Regions from separate parts of the Hordeum vulgare genome. Here region 1 is linked to region 2. A link is a contact called in public Hi-C data. All regions are on one chromosome and are shown on one strand. The core of a region is the stretch at or near the end of the contact, and the rest is flanking DNA. Distances in the headings are between cores, read along the strand shown. Region 1 holds the start of LOC123395964 (cold-responsive protein kinase 1-like). Region 2 holds the start of LOC123395455 (stomatal closure-related actin-binding protein 1-like).

Region 1 (7,051 bases), core at 1,900-4,399, 370 kb before region 2:
TAAAAAATAATCTCAAGATAAGACAATGAAAGCTGGCAGTACTACCAAAAATAGTAATTTTCAGGACAGAGAGGAAACTTCCTGGTACTTTCCTTCAGAATACTTCCAACTGTATTTCCTCTTAAAAAAACAAAGAATACCTCCAACTGCGGTAAGCATATAATGCGCATCAACTTGTGATTATCTAAATTGTTCAACCATGTGCACATACCACATAGTAGGTATATGTCTGGCATGATTCTTATGGTCTAATGTGGAGCATCTTGGATTTATCATAGCTGTATTACGTACTATTGTCCTAGACAGAAAATATTTGTTTTTCCTGATTTTTTTAACTTTCTAAAGAATCATAATTAAGTATATATTGTTATTGAAATTTCTCTTTACCGTTTCTAGGAGGAACTGATCTTGGAGAGGCAATCTGGGGTCAGTGTGCCACCTGCCACTGACAATCTCCAGTAGCAGAACTCCAAAGCTGTAGACATCGGCCTTCTTCGTTAGCTGCCCTCGGATCGCGTATTCCGGTGCCAAATACCCTCTGAGAAATGAACATGTCAACTTGTCTTAATCATACAGTACAGTATATTTGAAAGGTTAAATGAGAACAGCAAAAGGTGTCACTTTGCTTACAATGTTCCTGCAACCCTCGTGCTGATATGCGTCATGTTGCCTGGGAAGAGCTTTGCTAGCCCGAAATCCGATATTTTGGGGCTCAGGTCCTTGTCAAGCAGAATGTTACTGGCCTTGATGTCACGGTGGACGATGTGCGGCCGGATTTCTTCATGCAGATATGCGAGACCGTCAGCGACACCGATGCAGATCTTCACCCTTGTCCTCCAGTCAAACCGGATGCTACTGTGGGCATTGCCTGAAGAACATCATGACAAACCAGGGGTGTGTGAAGAATGAATTTACCAGCGATTCAAAGTTCTGAGGAAAATCGAAATTTGGTTGAGCATACTGAAGAGGGTCCTTGCGAGGCTGTTGTTCTCCAGATAATTGTAGACCAGCATTTTCTGACCTCCATCGACGCAGCAGCCGTGGAGTTTTACAAGGTTGTGGTGGGTTATGCTGGATATGACACTCAGTTCATTCAAGAACTCCCTCGTTCCTTGCTTTGACTCAGAGGAGAGCACCTTGATGGCAACTTTTTGACCATTCTTCAGCTTTCCCTGCATAATTCAGACCAGAGCCTGAGCACTCATGGAACACTAGTGTTTGAATTTTGATAGCTGGTCCAAGTGCTACAATGATGGTAACCACTACGGCAGGAAGAGTATAACCTGCCGCTTTCTAATAATTCAGTATTTTTTTGGAGTGACTGATTGGTGCATACAACATGTTACAGGATAAAGAGATTGTGGTGTTTGAACTTGGAAATGTCAAAGCTTGTATGGTGCAAACTGCCAAACTGGCAACTAAACCTACCAGGTAAACACAGCCGAAAGAACCCTGCCCGAGTTTGTTTCCTGAGCAGAAATTCCTTGTGGCCCTTTTGAGCTCCTTGGAGGAGTATATCTTCACGTTGCCATGGAGTGGTATGTCTGAAAAGAGTAGGATGAATCAGGAGGGTTTTAGGATGCTTCAGAAGAACAAAAGTTAAATGAGATGATATGCAGGTTCACCTATGTCCTGCTGCACGATTTGGCTTCTGGATTTCCTCTTCCACCGGAACAAACGGAAGCAAGCCATTGCGAGAGTATGGGATTTGCTTCTTAGAAGCTTCAGATATTTGTACAGAAGCTCATGCAAAGAGGAGTATTATAAGAACCTGAGGGAAAGAAGATCAGTCAAATGAATTATGCAAGTATCTCAATGGAATTGTTTCCTTTTAATTTCAGCCGTAGAAAAAAAAACTCACTCTTGAATGTCCTACACAAAATGAAGCTAGCTATCCATTTCTAGTTTAGCTACTCCAAGGAGCTAAGCTGGGAAGATGTCCTCTAAGAGAAGAAAACGGCATGGCAGGTAGTGCTCTGCTCACAACTCAAAACAGATAATTCTGGTGTGTTTCTGCCTCTGAGTTGCAGAAGGAAAAGAAAGAAATACACTACACATTACTTACCGGAAAAAATAATGTCAAAATTAAACAAGCTAGTTATAGTTGGTGGACATATAAAGAACTGTGCTTGGACAACAAAATCAACGGAAAAGAAAGTCACTATACAGGGGGGAAACCATTTTCAGCATGACCCCTGAACTTCAAATGTTCAACAGGCAACTGAGATCACTGGAACAGAACCAGATGAACTGATGGTTAAGGAGAAAGCACAAAAATGAAAGGAACTAGAAGCGAACCAAATGTTTTCATGAGGAACAGCCCTGGATGGATTGCAAAACTTAGAACAAGTATATTTCTCAAAACATACCTAGCTAGTCAATTGGGTAGATTCAGCAAAAGGGAGAAAAGGAAACCATGAAACGAAACTCACCCAAGGATTAGGCGCAATTGCTCCGAGGAAAGCCAGGGAAATTGGGTAGATTCAGCAAAGAGGAGAAAAAGAGACCAAGAAACTAAACCCACCCAAGGATTAGGCGCAGTTGCTCGGTGGAAACTCCACTGTGAGGTTCTGCAGTGTGTATGAAGAGCCAAGAGCGTCTGATAAGTCCTGGGTGATGGTGGTATGAGGAGCAGGGCACATGTATCTTCTAGATTTAGGAGCAAAAGGGTGCTGTCCTGTGCTCTCTATATATACTAGTCCAGGCAAAGGACTCAACGGTCCCACTGGGATTGACCTGGCCTGTTCTCACCTTGGAGAGATGAGCTGGTTGCAACTTGGGAAGTAGCAAGGAAAGAATGGCTTGTGCTCAGCTCCCACCACGAAACAAAAAGATGACTAAGGATTGGAAAAAAAATGCTTGTTTTTCTCTTCATCTTGGGCCTATTCTTAATGCCCATGCTCTGCCTTTAGTATTGCTATAGTTGGAGACCGGTCCACGGGTTATTGAGTCATACACCGTGTTCACTGTTCATCAGGCATAAACTAAACACTGTGACTTGAAAAAGACCTGCTGTTTAAGAAAAGACACACATCTAGTTTGTTTCCTAAATAGTCAGTCTTTAGTTTACATTAGTGAGATATATAACAGAAATTTTATGGCACAGTAATTAAGCAAGGTAGGCTCGGTACATGCTTGTCTTTCACCTCATATTGGATTGAGATAACAACTTTTGTGTTTCATGGCACGCAGTGGGAAAGGTTTATGAATGCTCCTGGTTTCCTTCCAGAATGGTGCTTCAGCAACCCTGGCTTTAATTGCAGTTTGACATTCTGGTTTTCTATATTGACGATTCAATGATTGAGACAATATAAAGGTTGAAAAGAGGTTGAGAAGAGCCACCTAACCTCATCTCAAAAGGTATGCGTTGGATCTTGCTACTTTCTGATCATCAAAGTGAGATGTACATTTCACTGTGTATCGGAGAAAGTGATCAGTTGACCCATATGCACAATTCTCCTTCGTCGACTAACGCAGGCCACAAAAATTAACACGGTGGTAAAATTTGGATATCTTTGAGCAGAAATGACACACGTTCTCTGCATTTGTGTGGCTTGTAATAAACAAATGCAGAGAAAAATGAATGCAGGTATTTGGGATAATCATCAACATTAGGTTTACATTACCCGCCTACATTTTTATATAAATGTAATTTAAAAATAAATGTTGTAATCCCTGTGGCCCATATAAAGATTTAATGTATATTAATATCGATCGAACGGAGTACATTGTTCAGTTGAAAAAGGACAAAGTAGATATTCTACTCCCTCCGTTCCTAAATATAAGTCTTTTTAGCGATTTCACTAGGAGACTACATACGGAGCAAAATGAATGAATCTACGCTCTAAAATATGGCTATATACATCCGTATGTAGTCTTATATTGGAACATCTAAAAAGACTTATACTCCCTTCGTCCGGAATTACTTGTCGCATAAATGGATAAAAATGGATGTATTTAGAACTAAAATACATCTAGATACATTCGTTTCTTTGACAAGTATTTTCGGATCGAGGGAGTATTTAGAAACGGAGGGAGTAGTGAATAGTACACTTCAGATTTAGTGGTTGTAGTACCTATGATTTTAGTTACCAGCACTATTTGTTTTTATCCTATGTACAAGGGACGAGGATCCAGTTTTTCCTCCAAAGTAGTAAAAGGAAGAAAATGTCTACTTTCACGCCTCATAGTCATCTATAATTGTCAGCGTCAGTCAGGTGTGATGTTGACAGTTCTGGAGATAACTGTAAGGTTAAAGTAAGTTCAGACTCTTGGCCTTTCCAGGCTATCAAGAGACAACTTGACAACTGCTAATGATCTGACAAGTGGACCTAAGAGATTTTCAACAATTTTCCGGTGTACAGAAAGCACAACAGGATCAGCCATTGACCACATCTGCTGGTAGATCAAGTCATGCTTAGTTCGCTCCCCATCTCATTTATATTATTGCACTGTTGGTCAACATTTTAGTTGTGACCATCATGTAACATTTTTTGTCAACATAGACTTCTTGAGTTCTGTTATGACTTGAGTTTATAAATTCAAGAAGCTCAGTAACTTTATTTCCGAGACATATGTACAGGTCAAGTACATATTTTTGAAACGGAGGGTCAAGTACATGTTATTGCACCGTTGGTCAATATCTCGAGCTGTGGCCATCATGGTGACTTTTTATTGTCGACTCAGACGTTTTGAATCCTAATACAACTTCAGTTGATAAATCCAAGAAGTTCAGTACTTTTATTTCCGATATATGTACAGGCCAAGTACATATTATGGCACCGTTGGTCAACATTGTGAGCTGTGATCATCATGGTAACTTTTTTTTGTCAACACCGAATTTTGAATTCTCACACAGCTTGAGCTGATAAATTCAAGAAGTTCGGTAAGTTTATTTCTGATATATGTACAGGTCAAGTATAATTTATCATTTCAGATTTCAAAGACAAGTAGAGAAGTGTGTCCATCAAATCAGTCTCTCTGCTAGGCAGGCTGACAGCTGTATCAACTAGCAGACTTGTCTAGGTCGAGGATTATCCATCAGAACGGTTCCTCTCAAGCTTTTGAGTTGAATTGTCCCATTCCTTCTCTTGCAAGTCAAGATACGTATTTAGCCTGAACACTGCAAGAGACAAACGCAGCGACCCAGTTTCAGTTCAATTTCCACCGGATAATTCCTGGTCTAGATCATTGCTCTGTTATTTATCCAACAAAAACAATTCAGTCCGAAATCCTTTGGCGATACAATTTCTTTATAATGCGCCGAAACGGTCAAGCACATTCCTTTGTTGTGGGAGCTGAAAGAAATCAAGGCCCTATCTATACAAAGTAAAACCTTGTGTTTGATTGGTTATATTTTGCCAATAAAGTCTTGGAACTGACGGTGTACATAAGAACTATGGTGGTTAATTAATGCATTTCTATGACATTGGACAAATGTGCACGTGATGCTTGCCAACACCCATTCAAATAATCAGGAACAGAACAAGGATATGTCAAATCATTTGCTAGATCAAAGTTGCACACACATGCTGGTGTCATCATGTAATCAAGTCTTCCTTCGGGCTCGGAACCGTGGCAGGAGGATGCTTCAGGCTTGTTGCAAGAAGATGCTTGAGCAAATGCAGCAAGCACATACATCGTGGTCGTCTGACCCGTCGTTAATACTGGTTGGAGTATCATCCTCCATGTCTCCCCGAGTCCCTCTCCAGGGGCAATGGACGATTCACCGGCGACATTTGCTGTCCTGAACAGAACATGCAGCAAAGTCAAGTTGGCCGTGGCCCATGTGGAACTTTGCAAGTACATGTTGTTGCATGCTATGGGTTTCTCTGAAATAACAGCGACTCGGTTCATACATGTACATGAAAAAAGATAAGTAAATAATGGGGAACTAGTTACGATCCTGATGTGACATTACTGCAATGTGATTCTTCCACCAACCATCGTCGGCTCAGATGATTCACCTTTCAGATCCGACCCAGTTGCAGTCGATGATTTGGGTTTCATCCATCCTCTTTACTGCTGCTTTAAATCTCATCTATGCTTGAACTGCTTCTTTACACACCTCTTCCCAGCTCTATCCTAGAATTTGAGCTCAGGCCGGTTCTTGTGAGTTGTGACCTTCGGCACTCAAGCACACATCCGCCATTTCATGTTCGCCTATTTCGCAAAAGATCTTCGGGCGATATGCATCCCAGGTCCCAGATTGGCCTCCTTCATCTGTTTCGTTTCAGTTACAGAATTCACGAAGCTGCATGTAGTACAAAGTTCTTGGATAACTTACGTAAAAAAAAAGTTCTTGGATAACAATCAAGCAACAGACTGTGCATGGCCCTGCACAATCCTTCAACATAAAAAAAAAGAAAGTTCCTCAACCAACACAAGGATCAACCATATCTTAAATTACTAAAAGCATTGTGATGTTGCCAAATCTATTTTTAATACGGAAGAGCTGTTCCAACTCTACAATTCATCAACCAAGACAATGACCCATCACATCACTACAAAATTACTAGTAGTAAGCAATCATGGAGTTTGTAATCATGCAAGACTAATCACCAACCTTCAGAATGCATTTCCACCATAAGCAATGACGACAGCCCACAACAATCTAACACTAGTAGAACGCACGTGCGTTGCCACAGGCCAACAAATGGATCTATCACGAGCCCCTCAACGTCAGCTCTTCAATCATAGCGTTAATACTTCGCTATGTTGTCACGCCAATCCAAATCCGTCTGGTGTTCCCTCCAAGTCTAGAAAATTGTTGATTCCCATCGTACTGCTTGGCTTCAATCTACATTTCCACCCAGCTCAAATTAACATGTGTTTTCTCCAAGTTCTCCAAATTGCCATAGGCATTTCCATCATCCCTAACTTGAATGTCTTCCAACATTCGTCATACACTCCCTCTAAAAGTTCTGTTAAATTAAACAATTTTCCCATATAATTTTGCAATGTACAACAAAAATCCCAAATTGATGCCACACAATTTCCCCATAATTGGTTTAGTTAAAATAGCAATCCGGATGCGATGCTAACAATCTAT
Region 2 (6,986 bases), core at 1,947-4,446:
AATAAATTGGTTATTCATTATAATCGTTTATTATCCATGCTAGAATTGTATTGATTGGAAACTCAAATACATGTGTAGATACATAGACAACACATTGTTCCTAGTGAGCCTGTGAAGGACTAGCTCGTTAATCAAAGATGGTCAAGGTTTCCTGACCATAGACATGAGATGCCGTTTGATAACGGGATCACATCATTAGGAGAATGATGTGATAGACAAGACCCAAACTATGAACGTAACATATGATCGTGTCAGTTTATTGCTACTGTTTTCTGCATGTAAAGTATGTTTTCCTATGACCATGAGATCATGCAACTCACGGACACCGGAGGAATGCCTTGTGTGTATCAAATGTCACAACGTATCTGGGTGACTATAAAGGTGCCCTACAGGTATCTCCGAAGGCGTCTGTTGGGTTGGCATGGATCAAGACTGGGATTTGTCACTCTGTGTGACGGAGAGGTATCTCAGGGGCCCACTCAGTAATGCAACATCACAACAAGCCTTGCAAGCAATGTGACTACAGAGTTAGTCACAAGATTTTGCATCACGGAGCGAGTAAAGAGACTTGCCAGTAACGCGATTGAACTAGGTATAGAGATACCGATGATCGAATCTCGGGGCAAGTAACATACCAATGGACAAAGGGAATAGTATACGAGATTAACTGAATCCTTGACATAAAGGTTCGACCGATAAAGATCTTCGTAGAATATGTAGGAGCCAATATGGACATCCATGTCCCGCTATTGGTTATTGACCGGAGAGTATCTCGGTCATGTATGTGTAGTTCTTGAACCCGCGGGGTCTGCACACTTAAGGTTCGATGATGTTTTGATATAGCTGAGTTATGTATGTTGGTGACCGAAGGTTGTTCGGAGTCCCGGATGAGATCCCGGACGTCACGAGGAGTTCCTAGTTTCGCTTAGCGATCTACAAGGGTATGCAGATGCATTCTCTCCTCTCGTAGATGGTCATCACCATGGATAAATATTGTATGTGTGTAGGAATTTTTTTTGTTTCCCATGCGACGTTCCCCAACACTGACATCGTGAGCTAGGTCTATGCGTAGATGACATTTCAAGTAGAACACAAAGGAGTTTGTGGATGTTGATATTCAGATTTCTGCCCTCGTTAGACGTTCTTTCGCCAGACAGGTATAACACGAGGTCCTCTTATGGGTCCGATCCACCGCGACCCTGCCACGCTCGGATACGTCATTCCAATCATGGTCGGATGCCACTTGTTCAGCCGTGCCTTCTCCATGTCGTAAAGGGCTTTCGTCCCTACCGCCGTTAACCACTTGGCTCATTTGGCGGCATCACAATAGTTGCGTTATCGACGACGCCTCCCCCTCCATCGCAATAGCTGCGTTTTTGCTTGTGGGTTATGACCGGTATCTTTGGCTTGACCAGCATTTCCCCCGAGTAATTACCATGTAATTGAGGTGCCCCCCAGACCTTTCTTCTATATTTGTCTTGGCCAACATTTTCCACCATTAAAGATAGATACACAATCTTTGCGTATTTGTTCCTATTCTCCACGCAACACATCTATACCTAATAATAAAGCGGCTATTGCTTCCGTCGGAAAACCCACCACGACATTTTTATAAAAAAGCCCCTGTAATTTTTGTTATTCAACCCGCGCTCCATCATTTATCTGCAACGCAAAAGGAAAAAACGATTCGGTGTAAAAATTATACCCGTACGCATCGCCTCCTCCCGTCGACCCTGGGCCACCCTGGCCTGTGCCTAGGCCGCCGCTACACCACTCGCCGCCGCGGCCGACCTCAACCGCCACCGCTGCCGATCTCAACCCACCCGCCTCCACGGTTGTACCTCTCCCTGCTCACTGCCCCCATTGCGGCGCTCGAGCGCATCTCGTCGACCCTGGTCCACCCTGGCCTGTGCCCAGGCCGCTGCCACACCACTCGCCGCCGCGGCCGACCTCAACCACCACTGCTGTCGATCTCAACCCACCCGCCTCCACGGTCGTACCTCTGCCCGCTTCCTGCCCCGTTTCGGCGCTCGAGCATAGCTTCTGGATCAAATCAACGCGACAGCTACAATGACTTGGGATGATGCGTCTGCTTGATGCAGAATGGCGGCGGCGCGCGGATAAGGCGCTGCGGAGCGAAGTACTTGCAGGTGGAGGCGGGCCTCCATGGCTCACACGGGGAACTCTGAGGTTATGGCGCGGCAACAACGACTCCTTATGGCCAGATAGAGGCGCCTAACCCTTGCTCTCCTCATCGTATCCCCTCCTCCGACAGGAACTGATCATCTGGTGAGATCCCCTCCCCATGCCTCCAACCGTGTGCCAAGCACCGGCAAGAAATTTTGTTTTGTGGGAATTTGTTTGCTGATGAATGAATGTATTGAATGTAAGATTGCATTATTGTAGAGAGAGAGAATGAAACACCACCTTCAGTTTGTCATCTGATCCCACGTTCTCTATCCCATGAGTGAAATAAGATAACAGTCCATTGATCAATTCACGTAGCCTCTTTGTTTTGCTTTGCTTGTCCATTCAATTTCTCATCATGGTGAAATTAACAATGGACGGGTTGATTTCTCAACAAAATAGGATAGGACTGACTACATTAGTTAGTTAGCTTATTATTTTAATAAATCAAAATAATTATAAAAAAAAGCGTGTGATATTTTTTTCTTTCGTTGCAATCGCACGGGTCCTTTTGCTAGTAATTTACAAAAGGCTATGGTCTTTATGACATGAATAAGACACACATTATCATGCAAAAAAAAAGGCTTTGGTTCATTCAGCCGCCGTATAACATCCACAATTCACGGGTCCGGTTGATAACCCGACGGTGGTATTTCGAAAGGAATCGTGGGTTTTTTCCATCAGAAAAAAAGGTGAAGAAGAAACAAATCCCTCGCTAAAAAAAAGAAGAAACAAGTCAGCATCATGCATCAACTTCGTGGGCTGTCACGACGGCTCCGGTTTGAACTAATCATGCTGAGTCAAACTCGTCAATCAAATCAAATCAATAATACAAGGACGTACGTACGATAGTACAAGTACGTGAGAGGATCATTATCCATGTGGAAAAGAAGAGAAAAGAAAAGAAAACCACGCACTCAACCACAGCCAGCACGCACGCACGCACGCCGCATAGAAAGAAGGAAGGAAGGCGCATTCGGCGTGGACCTAGCAGCCACCACCGAGCGAGTGTGTGTGTGAGAGAGAGAAGAGTCGCCGGTGGCCGGAGAGGCCATTCAAAGCTGCCACCCGCTGTACCGGGCAGGCAGGCACTAGCTACTACTACTAGGCTAGCCCACTCCCCACTCCTCCCTCCCTTGAACAAAGCCGAGAGAGAGGGTGGCAAAGCCAAAGCCAAAGCCAAAGCCAAAGCAAACCCCTCGCGCGCAGAAAACCGTCTCCTCTTCCCTTCCCTTCCCTGCCCCCCCCCCCCCCCCCCCCCCCGCCGCAAACCCCTCCTCCTCCTACCCCAAACAAGATCCCCCAATCCGCCCTGCTCCGCTCCGGTCGCCGGATCAGCGCCCATTGCGCCGCCGAATCCGCTCCGCCGCCCGGCCCGCGCGGAGGAGGAGGGGCTGCGCTCCAGGGCCCAGGCCGACGCACGCGCGCGCATTGCGGGGTCAGTCATGCGGATTCCATTCATTTTCCGGCTCCTCCTTTTTTTTTGTTGCCGTTGAGATTCTCGCTTAATTAGCTCGCGGGTGAAAACGCCGCTTAATTAGCTCGCGGGTGAAAACGTAGCTCGCTACTTCAACCCAGCCCCGCCACACGCTCATAGAGGGCAGGCGCTGTTCGATCCGTGGCTGTGGGCGGAGATTAAGCCACGGGGGGTGGAGCAGTTGAGCTTGAGCGCCGCGAGAAGAAGAAGAAGAAGAAGAAGAAGAAGAAGGGATTCCGTTTCCGTGTCGCGTGGCGTACAGTACTAGTACGAACCAACGGAGTAATTAAGTAGCAGTGCAGCTGTACTTGCATTGTTTACGTCTTGATTGATGATGGGGGCCGGGCCATGCAGAGGCCGCAACTGCAATACTTGCATTGCGGCCGGGGGGAACCAGCAGGGGCACAGTATTTTATTTGTGTGCGTCTAAAGTACCGTCTTATCTTCCGGTCCAAGCTACGCACAACTGTACAGCAGTACAGTAGAATATCAGTCCTTGATAGATAGATGCCACAGTGTTCAGCTTTTGAGTACTAACCCATAAATCACCGGCTTCATTTCTCTCATCAACAACGGTTTTGTCTAGAGCCTAGACGCTATCTTCAGGGTTAAATACACGGGATTTGGATTGGATGCTGTGTTAATTCGCTGCATTAAGTGAGCCTCCTCTGCACTGTAGCCTAACCAAGAATAACAATGGTGGTCCACTACCAGCTGTAAAGCGGAAACGCCTTATTATTCGCTGATAAAGTTGCATTCCTGCCGTCCTCTCCTCAACTGTGCCCTTTAACAAAGCGGAATTCAACAAGCGTGTTGTAGAAAGCAGTTTGTTACGCCATCATTTTTAATTACGTCCCCGGTGTAAATTTTCCGGAGGTGGAGGCTTCTGTCCCCGCTGATCACTGTATTACGCTGCTAGTTTAATGGGTGGGAGGAGGTTGATGAATGACGCCACATAATTTTGCCAACCACCTACAATTATTTATGCCTGCCCCCGAAGTTTGCTGGTGCGTAATCAGCCGTTTTGGTTCTTTCCGAGGGCCTAGTCTCCTTTATCATACCGCTTTCATGTTTACCGGTTTTATTTGATTAATTATGTTGTCCCTTGAATTGAAAGATAAGACCGTCTTATGTTTATCAGTTGTTTCACACAAAGCTGTAGGTTTTTTCAAGTATAATCAGGTCGTGTTTTATGGCTTATCCAGCCTGTTTCCGCCTTTTGCATTCTTGGATTCGATTTCGCAACTTTAGCTCCGAGCCGTTGTTCCATTGCCTTGTGCATCACTTTTAGCAGGAATAAATTCTCAAGCGCTAATCTGTTATGCAAGTGTCATATTCAATGCAATTCTTGTGTGTGACGGAAAAAAATATTGTGTGGAAATTGCAGGGAATTTGTATTTTATAGATGACCTGGGCTGCGACTCTTGATTATGGGCGCAAGACAAAGAACGAGGACATACGGCCAGGGCCACTGCGTCCAGCAAATATCATAAGGAATAAATTTCCTACCTACAAGAATGGTTCGAACGGCATAGTGATCAAGCTGGCAGATGGCCCAGAAGTGCCGCCTCTCAAGGAGGTTGTTGCTAAGGAGACCGAGGAACTGCTTGATCGCCGTCAGCGCTTCTCAGTCCGTGAGCTTGCAATGAAGTTTGAGAAGGGACTCAACACTGCCACTCTGTTGTCTAAAGAGGTTCAGACCTTTGCATTCTTCTCGAACAGACCTTTTGTATTCAGTGCATGATTGCCTCCATGCCAATCAGTTTAGTTATTAATGAATTTAAGTTTTGATTGACTTGTTCAAACCATCAGGTTAAATGGAGACAAGTGGCTTTGTTGGAGCGAGACATTCTCCTGAAAAATCTAAAGAGTGTACTGGAATCACTGAGAGGTCAAGTCACCGGCAAAACTAAGGACGAAATTGAGGAGTCTATTTCTATGGTTGGTTTCTTTGTATCCTAAACTTCAGGCATTTTTCTTGTAGCTTCATCTGTCATTTTAACTTATATTTATGTCTAGTGATCATTAAAGCTGCCATGCTCTCATTTGATTAAATTTATGCTATTTTCCAGGTGGAAATTCTTGCAGTTCAGCTCTCCAAAAGAGAAGCTGAGTTGATTCAACAAAAAACGGAGGTCACAGAATTAGCGAAATCATTAAAGCTGGTATGTTCCAGTTTGTTTGTTTACAATTTCCAGTGCTATAGAATTATATTTTACAAACATGAGGTTTGATATGTTCCAGAATGAGAATCTATGTACTCAAACAGTGTCAAAGTTCTCAGTATCATGAATCCTTCGTTTGGTAGTTGTACTACATATAATTCACGACCGACTTAAATGCGTATTTGCTTTCTTAGTTGGCAGTTTTTTTCCTCGAGCACACAAGAAAGCTGCGCATCATTATATTAAGCAGAAGAGAAATGAGCCTTAGTTGACACAATCCTTAGAAGATCTATCTGTTTGTGAGATATATCTACAAAGAGGTGTAGTTTGTTGCTTAAGTCCTGAAGTCTTCAGGAAAATAACTCGTACCTGCTTCTCTTGCCTAGCGAGAAGTTTTGAAAAGCTCTTAAAAGAACTTGTACCTAGGAGCTAATAAATGTATTTAATTTTCGAGATCGATTGAAAACATATAAAGACTGCATATTCAGTTAGGGAGTATACCCATTGATCCTAGTTTTAGGGATTTCGTTACCAAAGAAACATACTTATTTTAGTTGGGAAGGAACGCACACCTATCTAAATTAGAGTAATGTTTGTTTTATTTTACAATATAGTTTATGTAAAAAGAAAGTTTGTGTCAGTGCAACTTGATTACTATATGAAAGAAAATATACATTACTACACGGTATTCCCCTCAAAAGTTGGCGGCTTGTGTAAATGTGTAGTCCATATGTCTCAAGATTTTCACCTGATTTTCCAAATGTGCCTCCATCAGAAACATGCAATTAGTCAAGTGAGCATAGCACGCTAATTATCTTAAGCAGGATTAGATCTTCTTTACACAACACCAAAAAAGATATATTCCAAGTATAAATGCTCCCATGCTCCTACCTGTTGTGCTGCTCAACACAACTTTGTGCATTGTCCTTTGTTTGTAGCATTGAAGTTTTTTTTGTCTTGCTCATAGGCTTCTGAAGATGCCAAGAGAATTGTTGAAGAAGAAAGAGTTAATGCCAATACGGAGGTAGAGAGTGCTAGGTCTGCAGTGCAAAGAGTTCAAGAAGCACTTCAGGAGCATGAAAAGATGTCTAAAAAAACTGGGAAGCAAGTACGTTGATATTTCTTTTAAAGCTTCTCACCTTCCTTAATTGTTACTT

The links. Hi-C and Micro-C count contacts between places; a contact is called where the count stands out from the background.
Region 1: a Hi-C map of seedling shows a contact between it and region 2, with 4 times the contacts expected there. The contact joins the promoter of LOC123395964 here to the promoter of LOC123395455 in region 2. A contact is called at or near these places in 2 of 6 Hi-C or Micro-C datasets (leaf and seedling).

What each region holds. Positions count from the first base shown.
Region 1 is chr5H:27,410,469-27,417,519 of MorexV3_pseudomolecules_assembly, reverse strand. It overlaps LOC123395964 (cold-responsive protein kinase 1-like), which reads right to left and starts at 3,149. Exons shown (of 7, transcript XM_045090984.1): 1 at 2,433-3,149; 2 at 1,626-1,771; 3 at 1,429-1,544; 4 at 962-1,172; 5 at 631-868; 6 at 388-538. The coding sequence starts at 1,692. It overlaps LOC123395965 (a long non-coding RNA gene), which reads left to right. Exons shown (of 3, transcript XR_006609868.1): 3 at 3,193-3,735.
Region 2 is chr5H:27,045,498-27,052,483 of MorexV3_pseudomolecules_assembly, reverse strand. LOC123395455 (stomatal closure-related actin-binding protein 1-like) reads left to right here and starts at 3,196. Exons shown (of 13, transcript XM_045090458.1): 1 at 3,196-3,625; 2 at 5,052-5,357; 3 at 5,477-5,605; 4 at 5,737-5,829; 5 at 6,797-6,937. The coding sequence starts at 5,070.